Linked DNA regions of Anser cygnoides: region 1 is linked to region 2. The links are chromatin contacts, called in public Hi-C maps. All regions are on one chromosome and are shown on one strand. Each heading gives the region's core, a stretch centred on a gene start, on an enhancer-like site or on the middle of the called end of the contact. The rest is flanking DNA. Distances are from core to core; before and after follow the strand shown.

The links. Hi-C and Micro-C count contacts between places; a contact is called where the count stands out from the background.
Region 1: a contact with region 2 is called in a Hi-C map of liver, with 14 times the contacts expected there. The contact joins the promoter of PRDM15 here to the enhancer-like site in region 2. A contact is called at or near these places in 2 of 7 Hi-C or Micro-C datasets (both in liver).

The regions. Positions count from the first base shown.
Region 1 is chr1:117,295,441-117,300,846 of Taihu_goose_T2T_genome, forward strand. PRDM15 (PR/SET domain 15) reads right to left here and starts at 2,474. Exons shown (of 26, transcript XM_066979151.1): 1 at 2,249-2,474. C2CD2 (C2 calcium dependent domain containing 2) reads right to left here. Exons shown (of 14, transcript XM_048071475.2): 14 at 3,779-5,406.
Region 2 is chr1:117,183,553-117,189,607 of Taihu_goose_T2T_genome, forward strand. No RefSeq gene overlaps it. Among named protein-coding and RNA genes, the nearest start is that of TMPRSS2, 39 kb to the left of the region's middle. Within about 2 kb of position 4,054, at least 2 of the 3 cell types and tissues checked have open chromatin away from gene starts, as enhancers often do. A contact at or near this core is called in liver, where this site is marked.

The DNA.
Region 1 (5,406 bases), core at 1,224-3,723, 110 kb after region 2:
ATGCCCCAGCAAGAGGCAAAGCAACACGAAGAACCTGACTTAAGTCCAAGAGAGAATGAGGCTGCAGAAACAGCAAGGACATTGGTCAAGAAGAAAACAGGCAAGAGTAAGAGCCTGAACCCGTGAGGAGGAGGAGGACAGAGGAAAGGAAACATGACCAAAGACACACCAGGCTGGCAGAGGCCTGTTTGAAAAAAGGCATAGAATTTGCTACTGCAACAACAAAAACCTGTCCAAAGATGCACACAAGCCTGGGCACCCCAGCCTCCCTGCATAGCCCTCCCAAATCCTTCCTCTCGCCGGCAGCACAGCCCCTCCTAACGCCTGCTGCCTTGTAAGGGGCTATTGCTGCCAACGTAGCACCAGCCGTTTATGGCTCCCGGGGATTAAACACACGTAACAACACATTTACACGTTTATACAGAAGTCTGGTGCTGGGCAGAAGCAGCAAATCAGGGAAATTCCCCAAAGCTCTCTTCCTGAAAGCAGTATACGCAATGAAACAGGTAACTAGTACAAAACAAGCCATAGAAAGTGAATCATAGACTGATGGCAAGAACGGTTGTGTTTTGCTTCCTAACCAAGATGCTCTGTGGATGCTCTGCACTATTTCAAGAAGTGTATGTCCAGTTATTTTTAGACAGTTTGTGTCCTGACAAGACTTTCGTCCTAAATACGGCTGAATTAACAAGTACTCTTCTCGGTCAGTGGTTCAGATACACAGGGGACACTGTGCAGCAAGATCAGCAGCACCTCTGTGCAACCTGCTTTTCAAAGGTGCACGTGCTTTCCTGTGTCACACTTCCCAACCAGCAGATTGATGACATGCAGCGTTACCAGAGCACCAAGGTCAATCTTGCTCTAGCAGCCCTAAGATCAGAATAGCAATAAAGCAGGGGGAGAAATCATAGTGGCATAAATACCGGTCAAGGTGATGGAGAGAAACTGCCAAGGTCCCTCACACGTACCTCACTTCACTGAGGAGACTCTATATGTCAGCTATTATCTGCATTAGCTTAATTTTCAGTTTTGTAGCAAGCGCTTTCACTTTCCACAGAGCAAACTTTCTGATTCAGCCTCCATCTTTCCTGTGCTCAGCACAGTGACCTGCTGTGCTCTGAAAAAAACAGGAACGGGCATTAGGTGTCAAATACAGCCGCGTCTCCGCGTGCAGGTGCAGGAAGAGGACTGACTGCCTTGCACTATTAGTCTTTGCACCGTTACGAGCTCCTGAGGGGTCGTCTTCTCCTTCCTGCTTTATTAAAGCGTAAGGAAGGAAGGACCCCAGAAGTGGGTTTAAGGATCCTGCTTTGCAGACGCGCAACTTCTCACCTGTGGGCTTCAAAACCCCTGGCAAACCTCACAAACCCCGTGGGCTTCTGAGCCCAGTGCCATGATGTCACCTGCTCCGGCTGCTAACCCAGGCGCCACACCACCTCACGCGGCGGCACCGCGCACACACTTCACAGGGTTTATTTTACCTTTCATCTCCTGTTACGTTATAGATTTTTTATTCAGGGCTATTTTTTCTTTATTTTGAAGCATTTCTGTCAGAAAAGTATTCCACGAGGCCACCCATCCCGCTGCACCTAACTACACCGCCTTGCACGGACAACCAAAGCCAGTGAGAACTCCCTTTATTTTTCACGTAAATATGTCACTCTCTACATATTTTTCACATTAAAAAAAAAAAAATATATATATATATTTATATATACATATTTCCACACAAAGGGGCATGGATCGCCGGGTGGCCACAACCGAGGTGGAAACGCACTCCGGGGGGCCCTCCCGTGCCCTCAGAGCGGGGCAGAGCGGGCGGGCTCCCCAACGGCCGTAACGGCCGTAACGGCCGCAACGGCCGCCGCCCGTCACGGAGCCCGCGGGGCCGGCGGAGGGCTCCCGCTGGGGCCCGAGCCGCGATCCGGGAGCGGCTCCGCCGGGTTTTGCCTCGGACCCGCGGCGCTCGCCCCCCTCCCTCCCTCCCTCCGCCGCGGCGGCGCGGCCGCTGTAACAAAGAACAGGCGGCGTGGAGGCGGAGGAGGAGGACGGGGAGGAGGGGACGGAGCCGCCGCCGCCGCCGCCGCGCCCGGAGCCCGCCCCCGCCGCCGCCCCGGCCCCGGCCCCGAGCGCCCCCGGGGAGCGGAGGGGGGGGGGGAGCGATGAGGGAGGAGGAGGGGAACCGGGGTGGGGGAGTGGAGGGGGTGTCCGCGCGCGGGGTGGGGGGGGCGCGGGGCGGCGGCGTTACCTGCCCCGGGAACGGCCCGAGCCGGATCGGATCCGGGCTCCGGGTTCCGATCCGCTCCGGAAACCACGCGACGGCGGAAGACGGCGCGGCCGGGCGCGGGGCACGCTGGGAGGTGTAGTCCTCGCCGTGTCGTCGTCCGCACAGCCCCCTCCCCAGGCTGCCGCTGTGGTCGGGGGCCTGTGTGAACGGGATCAATAAACGAATAAATAAAGCGGTTGTCTGAGCGTCGGAGTGCTCGTTTAAGGGGGATAAGCCTGTGCTGTGTAAAAGTGGCCCTGCTTTTCTTCTCTGTGAGGGCAGTGAGGCCCTGGGACGGGCTGCCCAGAGAAGCTGTGGATGTCCCATCCCTGGAGGTGCTCAAGGCCAGGCTGGATGGGGCTTTGGGCAGCCTGGGCTGGTGGGAGGTGTCCCTGCCCATGGCAGGGGGGTGGAACCAGGTGGTCTTTAAGGTCCCTTCCAACACAAACCAGTCTGTGGTTGTCAGATCAGGAGTTAACTGCGCGTTTCTTAGCCAAAGCAGTGTGGGTTCACAGTGCTTGTATGCCTGGACCCTGCAGCTCTAACACGCTTTCTATGTATATTTTTTCAGTATTAGCATCAGGCCGTGAACTTGTGCGTTATACCTGGCTCAATCCTTGGAGCAGAGACGAAAAAAAATGAAGATCCCTTTCATTCACTGTTCAGGAACGATGAACCAAACGACAGAATGTGGCACCACTACGGCACCTGCTTTTAGCTCAGATGCTTCTTGTCACTTTTGCTAGCATACCCTCATAGCATCACAGAAGTTAAAAATAAATAAATAAAGACCCAAGATTAGAGCAGAAAGGAAAATGAGGAAACTTTATCAGGAGACCAGTAGGGAATTTCAGCTAAGCACTTCAAGTATTTGAAATAAACATGCAGATAGATGTGGGCAGTAACTCTCAGCAAGGCAACATACAATTTCCTTGCAAAAGAAGGTGCAACACTCACTTTTGGGAGGGACAAAAAAACACCTCTGTAGCTATTTTCATGTGAATGTTTTGTCTTGTTTTCCTCTGGTCTGGTAGGGCTTGGTGGAAGTATTCATTTAGAAGATAATTTTTTCAGCAAAAAGATTGCAGGAGAACCTTATTCACAGGCAGTGCTCGTTTTAGTACTGGTGTCTTTCATACAGGATCTATGCACTAACACCCCTTTTGCCTCCCAGTATCTCCCCCAAATTACAAATGGTTTCAGGATAATACAATAACACTGAGAGATGAAATAATGAGTAACCACAGTGATTCCACAATTCCCCCTTCCATTGGATTCCCACCCTGTCCATGTTTTAGATAATTCTCAAGGAACAAGAGAGGGCTACTTGTATGGCCGGGCGTGCCCGGATTATCAGAAAAAACCCACTGTGTTGGCAGACAGTAGGTGGAGGAGTCTGCCCCTGGATAAGCAGGTGGAGGGTCTGCATTAAACAACAGGTCAAATTCGTGAAGGAGGGTAGAAAACTGCCTACAAAGGGTGGCTGACTAGGTACGTAGGACAGCACACAACCCAGAGACAAATGGCGTTTATTGTATGTACAGCAGTAGTTATTTCTTTAAAAAATCCTCACGCTTTTTAGTGATGTAATAAATCTGTACATCGTAGGCTTCTTAATTACACCAACTTAATTTTACATACACACACAGAAAAACAACAAAAAAAATAAAACACCACAGAAGTGACCATCACAGTTGTATGCTAGGAAAAAATGTTTTACTCCCCCTGGAATATCAGAGCATAGTACATTATTGGGAAATACAAAGTTACAGGATTGGAAAGACCTCAGATCCCTCCTTCACAGGTACTTCACACCCTGCCAGCACCTTGCATAGTAGCAGTTTGGATATCCTGAGTGAAATGATATTATTCACCCTTGACTTCAAGCAATCCTCCCTGTTATGTAGTTAATCTTGAACTGTTTGTCACCAAGGCTGCAGCTCAGCAACACACCGAGGCATTTGATAACTTAAAACGTGAATAAATCCACCTAGGTGCCGTGGAGGTCAGAGCAGGACGTCAGCTGTGCCTGCTCACAGGGGGAATGAATGCCTTTGGAGCTCTGGTACGCTTCATTCTGGAGCATAAGTGCTTATCTCAAGCTTCAGCTCTACAGTTAAAATGAAGCAATAAGCTAAAACAAAAAAATCCAGATGACTCCCACCTTGTAGAGAGCTCTTGGCCCTTGTAACACCAAGATTTACCAGAGCTAAAAGAGATGTTAAAACAAGAGCAAGGCTCACTTCCCCCATACACATTCAACAGCATTTTATGTAGTCAATTCCACTTTTTCCATGATATTTCATGTAGCAAGAACACCAAAACATTACTTGAAATACATAGCCGAGAGCTTTCATTTGAAAAAAAAAACAACACCTGGGACTAGCGAGGAGCTGCAGTACCAGAAACAACCCTAAAATTTCACCGATTCTCAGAACTGGTATTGCAGGCAACAAACAGCATGGTCTGAAAAAAGCAGTGCTGGAAACCGAGCCCTCTCGAGAGCCGGGCAGTAACTACGGGTCTGTATGACACAGAGCCCCAGCCAAAGAGCCAGCACGGGAATAAAAATCTAACAGAAAGCATAAGAATAAAGCCCAGAATTTATGCTTGCACAGTTTTATTACCTCTCCATTAAGCCGAACAAATTTGGCAAAGGTATTTTGCTTTTTAAATGAATATATTTTTTTTTCCATTATGACATCCCTTCTCCTTCCTGCAGCCTCAGTTTCAGAAATGTTGTGTATAGTTAGGAGTGAAATGACTGACATTTTCTCCTGGGGTGAATTGGATGTGAAACACAGTGATTTAGGGATAAAGGAGCCCCTCCTCTTTAAAGAGACTTTTAAAGTGATCTTTAAGTGAACTTTAACAAAGTTACCTAGCTTGTATTCACATGAGATATTAAGCAGCTTTATCACTTTAATTTACAAAGAAATTTTTAATTCTTGTACTGCTTGTTCAGTCAAAATTCCCAGAAAAGCCAAGGCAAATCTTGGCTAGGTAGGGATGCAGGTCATCATGTCATAAAAATGAAAAGCTTAAAGGTCATAAAGCAAAAGCAAATCACAAACACAGACTAAGAAGGTTCAATTATGGGCAGAAAAATTTATCTTGTTTTTACAAGATGACAAAAATTA
Region 2 (6,055 bases), core at 2,804-5,303:
GCAAACAGTGCACTTGAGTCAACCGCTGTGGGAGTCAGCAGCAAGATCAGGTTCTGCAAAGACAAACATGATGGTTAAATAATACCAGATGTTGTATGTGACCAATAGGCTTCTCGTAAAAAGAGAGAGCGGAAAGTGGGCCAGATGTGTGTTAGGTAAGCAGAGGAGGAGGTGACTGCCCACAGGCTGACTCCTAGTTGCCCTCTCTTGCCTTCCCTCTGCACACCTCAAAAGTCAAGGTGTCCTCTGCCCTGCTGCCTGCCATGGGGTGGGTGGAGGAGGAAGGAAGGAGAGCAAGAGCTTCAAATTCTGGTAGCAGCGAGTTGCTGAGCCCTGATGTGAGCTCCTGCCTTGGAGCAGGACAGGGAGCACGAGCACGAGTAGCTCTGGGGCAGAGCAGAGGCAGCGGTCACCCTGCAGTGGTGGCAGGGAGGGAGCTGAGACAAGTCTGGGCCATGACCCTGAGCTGAACAGCAAGCCCAGAAAAAGTCCATGACAAAATCCTGTCTGAGGAGAAGAGGAGGAAAAGAGAGACATGGGAAGGCAGCAGTGTGGGGAGCAAAGGCAAAAAGTAAAGGAGCAAAGATCGGTTAGAAACATTTCTGAATTGATTTCTTGAGTTAAAGAAACAATAGAAAACATCTTCACAAACACTGATAATTTTTAGTTTGAAAGAATCTGAAATAGACTGTATTTTCCCCTTGAAGCTTTTTTACCTTGATTTGAAACTGTATTATTTGAAATACCTTCATTAAAGAAATCATTTTCCAAATACCAGGTTTCTTGATGGGGAGTCAAGGAGGAACAGGACAATTATTTCAAAAAACTCTTTCCTGGGAAAAAAAAAAAAAGCCCTGCTTTTATATATTTATAGATGTATTACATATATTATACATGTATATACGCATATATATGTATATATGTATATGTATTAATATGTATACACATATTAAAATCTGTCAGAAGAAGAAGCCTAGGTCACTTGCATGAAATACACAGATTTTAAAAATGGTATCTTTCAACACAGAAATCTAATTAATAGACATACTTTTTCTTACTAAATGAAGCAATCCTCTCTAGGGCTGCTATGCCAGTTGTACGCTTGAGTTGAGAGTTCAAGTATTTGTAGACAAATCACTAATGGGGTGCTGAAAGAAATGACCTATTGTTCCTCATGACAAAAGGATGGCTTTGTAATGAATGTCTGTCCCAAAGCCATAAGGTAGAACCTGATATAGGCCAATTTGCATGGTAATGATGATACATTATTGATTCAAACAGAAGTATTTCATCCAGTTACAGTGTAGACCTCTCCCATAATATCTTCTTGTGCAAGTGCATTGAAATCTGTGTTGACATTGAGTGTGTCTGGCTGTGTCACTATGTTTCCAAACAAGCCACTCCTCTCGCCATTGTTTCTTAAACCTCTCTCCAGAGAAATTTATTAACTTCAGTACTAATCCACAATGACAAAAAATATATATATTTATATATGTGTGTGTATATATATATATAAATGTAAACCCAAGAAATCAGTAGTATAGCACTTTTCAACTAGTAAAGGAAGGAAATGCTTTTGTGGGGTGTGGTTGTAGGAGATTATTTCCCTATATTCTACTTTTTTTTTTTCTTCTTCTTGATGAAATTTCTCCAGGAGAGACTATTCACAATAAGCAGATGCAGCAACTGATGAGTGTCTCAACTTAATTTCAGGATTGAATTGCCCTTGTGAGACTTTTATCGCCACATCTGTTTTTCTGCCCTAAACATTAATACTTCTGGAAGGCAACTTGTCTGTTGACACATTGTCTTCCTGCTTCCCAGACAAAGTACTCATCCACACTTGAAATACTTGAGATTTTTCAGGGGAGGGGAAACTAATTTTTTATTTATGTTTGATTATCAGTGGTACTGAATTGTATAAAAGAGTGAAATCAAGAGAGATGTTCATATAAGCACAGGTTTGTTGTCAGCACAGGAATGTCTTGAAAAAGTACAGAGGTCAGCACTTAGGGTAGGTGACTATTCTGTATCTCTGCAGATACGAGCATATAATTAGGTATTTATAGATAAATAAGATGGAATTCCTCTCTGGAGGTTTAATTACTTTTATGGTGAATACAAAACTATAGAAAGCAAGCAAGCAAGAAAGAAAGGAAAGAAAGAAAGAAAGAAAAAGGTCCATAAATGCTTCAGATTAGAGCCTTTCATTTGATGCCACCGGATTTTCAGGTGTCCACTAGGAACTGAATTTAGGGCAATTTGTGTCCTTTTTTCTTCTAGAACCAAGCTTCTATGTTGAAAAACATCTCCAGTGATGAAATACTATATGGCTTATGTAAGTAAAAAATAATAATAATCACAAAAATATAACTATTCTAAGGAGTTCAGCTCAGCAGAAAACAATGAGGGAACCATACTACTGAATTTCTGTACTGTATGATGGGTCCACATCTTAGAAATGATCTGTTAAGCTGTCCAGAAAAACCTGAAACTGGACAAAACAAACAAGCCAATAAATTAATATTAATAATAATAATATAAGTAGATTCTGAGGCTGGAGTAATTTTTCATCCAAAATTATTTTGGTCAGAAAATGCAAGCTTCTGTGTCTTTTATATTACTCACCAAAATGGCTAAGACCTTTTTTGTGGAACTGTGCACGTACACTTGTTGCCACCTGTATCTAGTCTCTGAAGCAGTCAAACAATGACAAAATCCAAGTGAGTAATGGCATTTTTTTCCCCTAAGAGTTTATGTATGCAAGGATTTATATATCCTGTTGTAATGTGACTGAGTTACCATGTGTGGTAGCTTCAGAAATAGAAGCAGTGTGAACTTCCTTACCAGTCAAGGAACTGGTCTACACACTTATTCAGTAAAATGCCAGATTACAGAGCAAGTTCAGTAAGACCAATGGTGATGCCAAAGCTTACTCCTGATGAGACCAGAGTGGTGTCAGTCACCCCACATGCAAGCTAGATAGGAAATTTGGCCTCTGCTCAAACTGAGCAAGACTCTTAAGTTGAAACTGTTGGGTTGGTCATTTTGGAAGCCTGAATTCCTCCCTGTCTTGGAAAGGAATCCCTCGTGTGTTACACTCCAGCCTGGAGTGTAATCAATTCAATCTCTGTTTCTTTCTTTATTTGAACACGCTGCTACTGTTGCCAGTTAAACAGCAAAATGAGGTCAAAAACCACATTTGGAACAGAAATGCTTGTGTTGGTTTAAGGGCAAACTGCCTTTCTGCAGCAGCATTCTGCCCTTGGTGGCAGAGAGGTCATGTCCGTGCACTTTGGCTCTCTTGGTCCCAAATGTCTGCCCCTAACCCTAGGCTCTGAGCTATCCCAGCAGGTCAGTGCTGGCCAGGTCAAGGTAATGGTATGTTGTCTGCATAACAGCCTTGCTTTTGGCTGGCCATGCAGCACAAGGGTTACAAACAGTTCAGCAGGTAGCAGCATCCTAAATTGCTGCTATTAAATTTGGTGTTGCGTGCTTGACCTATGCCCTTAAAAGCTTTTCTGGAACCGGTCTCATTTGTTAAGCCAGCAACTAGAGCTTTGCAATTTCTAAGTTTGTTTTAGTAAACTGATCTTATCTGAAGATCAAAATAGATTTTGAGGGTGCCAAATGCTGTACTCTGCTTGCACTTGTCAGAGCTGATGAAGGTTTCAGGTCGAACATCGCGTTGGGCTCAGCCGTTCCTCGTGTTCCTGTCAGCTTTGGCGAGGCTGTGAGAGGGAGGCGAACCCTCCCGTCCTGCATCATGATCTGACTTCTTGTTTGGTTGTCTGCAGTACACACTGCACTCCAATCTCTGGTTCGATCTGTTGTTATCACAAAAGGTTATGTTTCAGAAAGCCAATATTTAGTTTGGCACACGTGGCATTTTTCTTTTCTGTATCTTACTATTAAATCCCTGACGGAGAGCGTGTTGCTGGATAATGACACACAGATGTCCTCCTTTGGATTTAGGTAATTAAATTGCAGGTGCTGCTAGAGGAATCCTTTCTTCTCTCTATCCAAAGTAATAATAGGCATCTTGTAAAACTTGTCACGTACTTTTATTCTTTCAGCCTCAAACAGAATGAGTTCTGCAGTAACGTTTGGTGGCAGACATCTGCGGGGCTGAGAGTTTTATTTTTCACCTTTATTACTGGTGGTTCAGAGATGCTGAAACACCTTACAACACGTGAGGAGCATTGCACAGCAACTCCAGCGTGTGCTCAGAGGGGCTGGAGAGATGTGGCCAGGAAAGCAGGCTCGGGAGGGCAGCCATCACAGCCAGGTGTGCCTCAGGCCTCACAGATGCTTGGCGGGGAGGGGACTTGGGAGTCCTGGAGCAGGCCCAGATGGGAGACACACTGCTTCTTAGGGATTTCTTCCCGAGTATGGTGGTGGCGGACAGGAGGCATTAAACCACAAACAAGACAAGGTGTCTGCCAATCTGCAGCTTGGGGCGTGAGAGCTGAGTGGAGAGGTGCTTCATGGCCTATGCTGTGTGTGGTGGGTGGTGTCTGCCTATGCACAGAGCTGCTGTTGGGGTAAGCAGGCAGCATTTGGGTGCTTTTCTTTCCCCACAGACCCCAGCTGTCCCCACAGCCTTCAGAAAAGGCAGCACAGGGTCATATCTTTGCACTGTGGCACAGATGGGCCTGTGTCCGGTTTGTCCACAAGGATGGTGGAAATGCTCCTGCACCATACCGTCACCCAAAAAAGAGTTGAACTTTCCCTTCCACCATCCCTGCAGCACGGCCAAAGCCCACGGCCAGCTGTGAGCACGGGGTTTGGTAGCTCCGCGATCCTTCATTGTGTGCTTGTAGCCACGCTGTAGTGTGGAGCAAGGCCCCCCAGGCATTTCCTACATGCATCACAGATGCAATTAAATACAGGGGGGTGTAGGACAAAATAGGCTTGTCTGTTGCTGTTTTGTCAAAATGCAACCAGGACAAATGCAAACTAATTATAAATCTAGACAACTCCCATGTAAAACGCAGCGGTGTGTCATGCGTGTGCCAACACACAGAGCCATTAGTCAGTTGTTGTTCAGGCAAAATTCCCACTGAGTAAGGTCAGAGTAATCACCTCAGGATCTGGCCCTCCTGCCTTCCCCTCCAGCTGCTGTAATGCTCTCTGTGTGATGAGCACAAGGTCCTTTCTGATCTCCGCCAGGTGCGTGTCCCGTACCCAGCGCCGTGCTGAGTCAAGGCCAGGCTTGGCACGGCACCTGGATGTTGCCCATCCTCTCCAGGAGGAGACAAAACCTCCTGGGCTGCCGCATGCTGTCCCCCCGCAGATCCCTCCATTGCTGCATCATGTTGCCAAAATCACCACAGCTGTCTATCAGAGGCCGAGCACCTTCATTATCTCCCCGTCTTCCCCTGGCCATGCCCTCAGCCCACTCTCCCTACTGCTATCTGGTGCACAAGCCCACCCGGCCTTCACATGCTTGCTCAGCCCATGGCCTCCCGCCGCAGCTTCCTGGAGGCAGGGCCACCTCTTTGGGCAGGCCTGGGGCCCACGTATGCCCTCAGGGCCAGTCATGGTAAATTCACCGTACTCTTGAATGCTTTTCTCCGTGTGAGGAGATGCCTCTCTCCCGCCCACAACCCCTCTCTCCAGCTCAAGGCACCCCTCTGCTTCTAATCTGCAGGGATGTACAAAGCCCTTCTTGCGCCTTTCCCCAAGTCAGTGCTGCTCCTGAGCCTTGCAGGGCTCTCCGGAGGTCCCTGAGGTTGTTCTGGCTCCCTTATTGTGGAACAGCTCTCAGGATTTGAACTGGACACCGCTAGGCATGGGGTGAGGTTGCCCCCATGCCGTGCTGCGTTCCCACTCCTCTATTTTGGGTGTTCCCTGTATCCCTCTCCCCATCTCTTTTGTCTCCCTGCAGGGAGGGATTGCATACGTAACTTAAATACCAGGGTCTGTCACTATCCTCCCAGTGCTCCCCACTCACCCGCCCCGTAACATGTACCTCCCTCCTGGGGCTTGCATGCTTGCCCCACACCAGCTCCCCTCTGCCCTCCTTCCTCTCCGCGCTCCACCCAGCTTTATC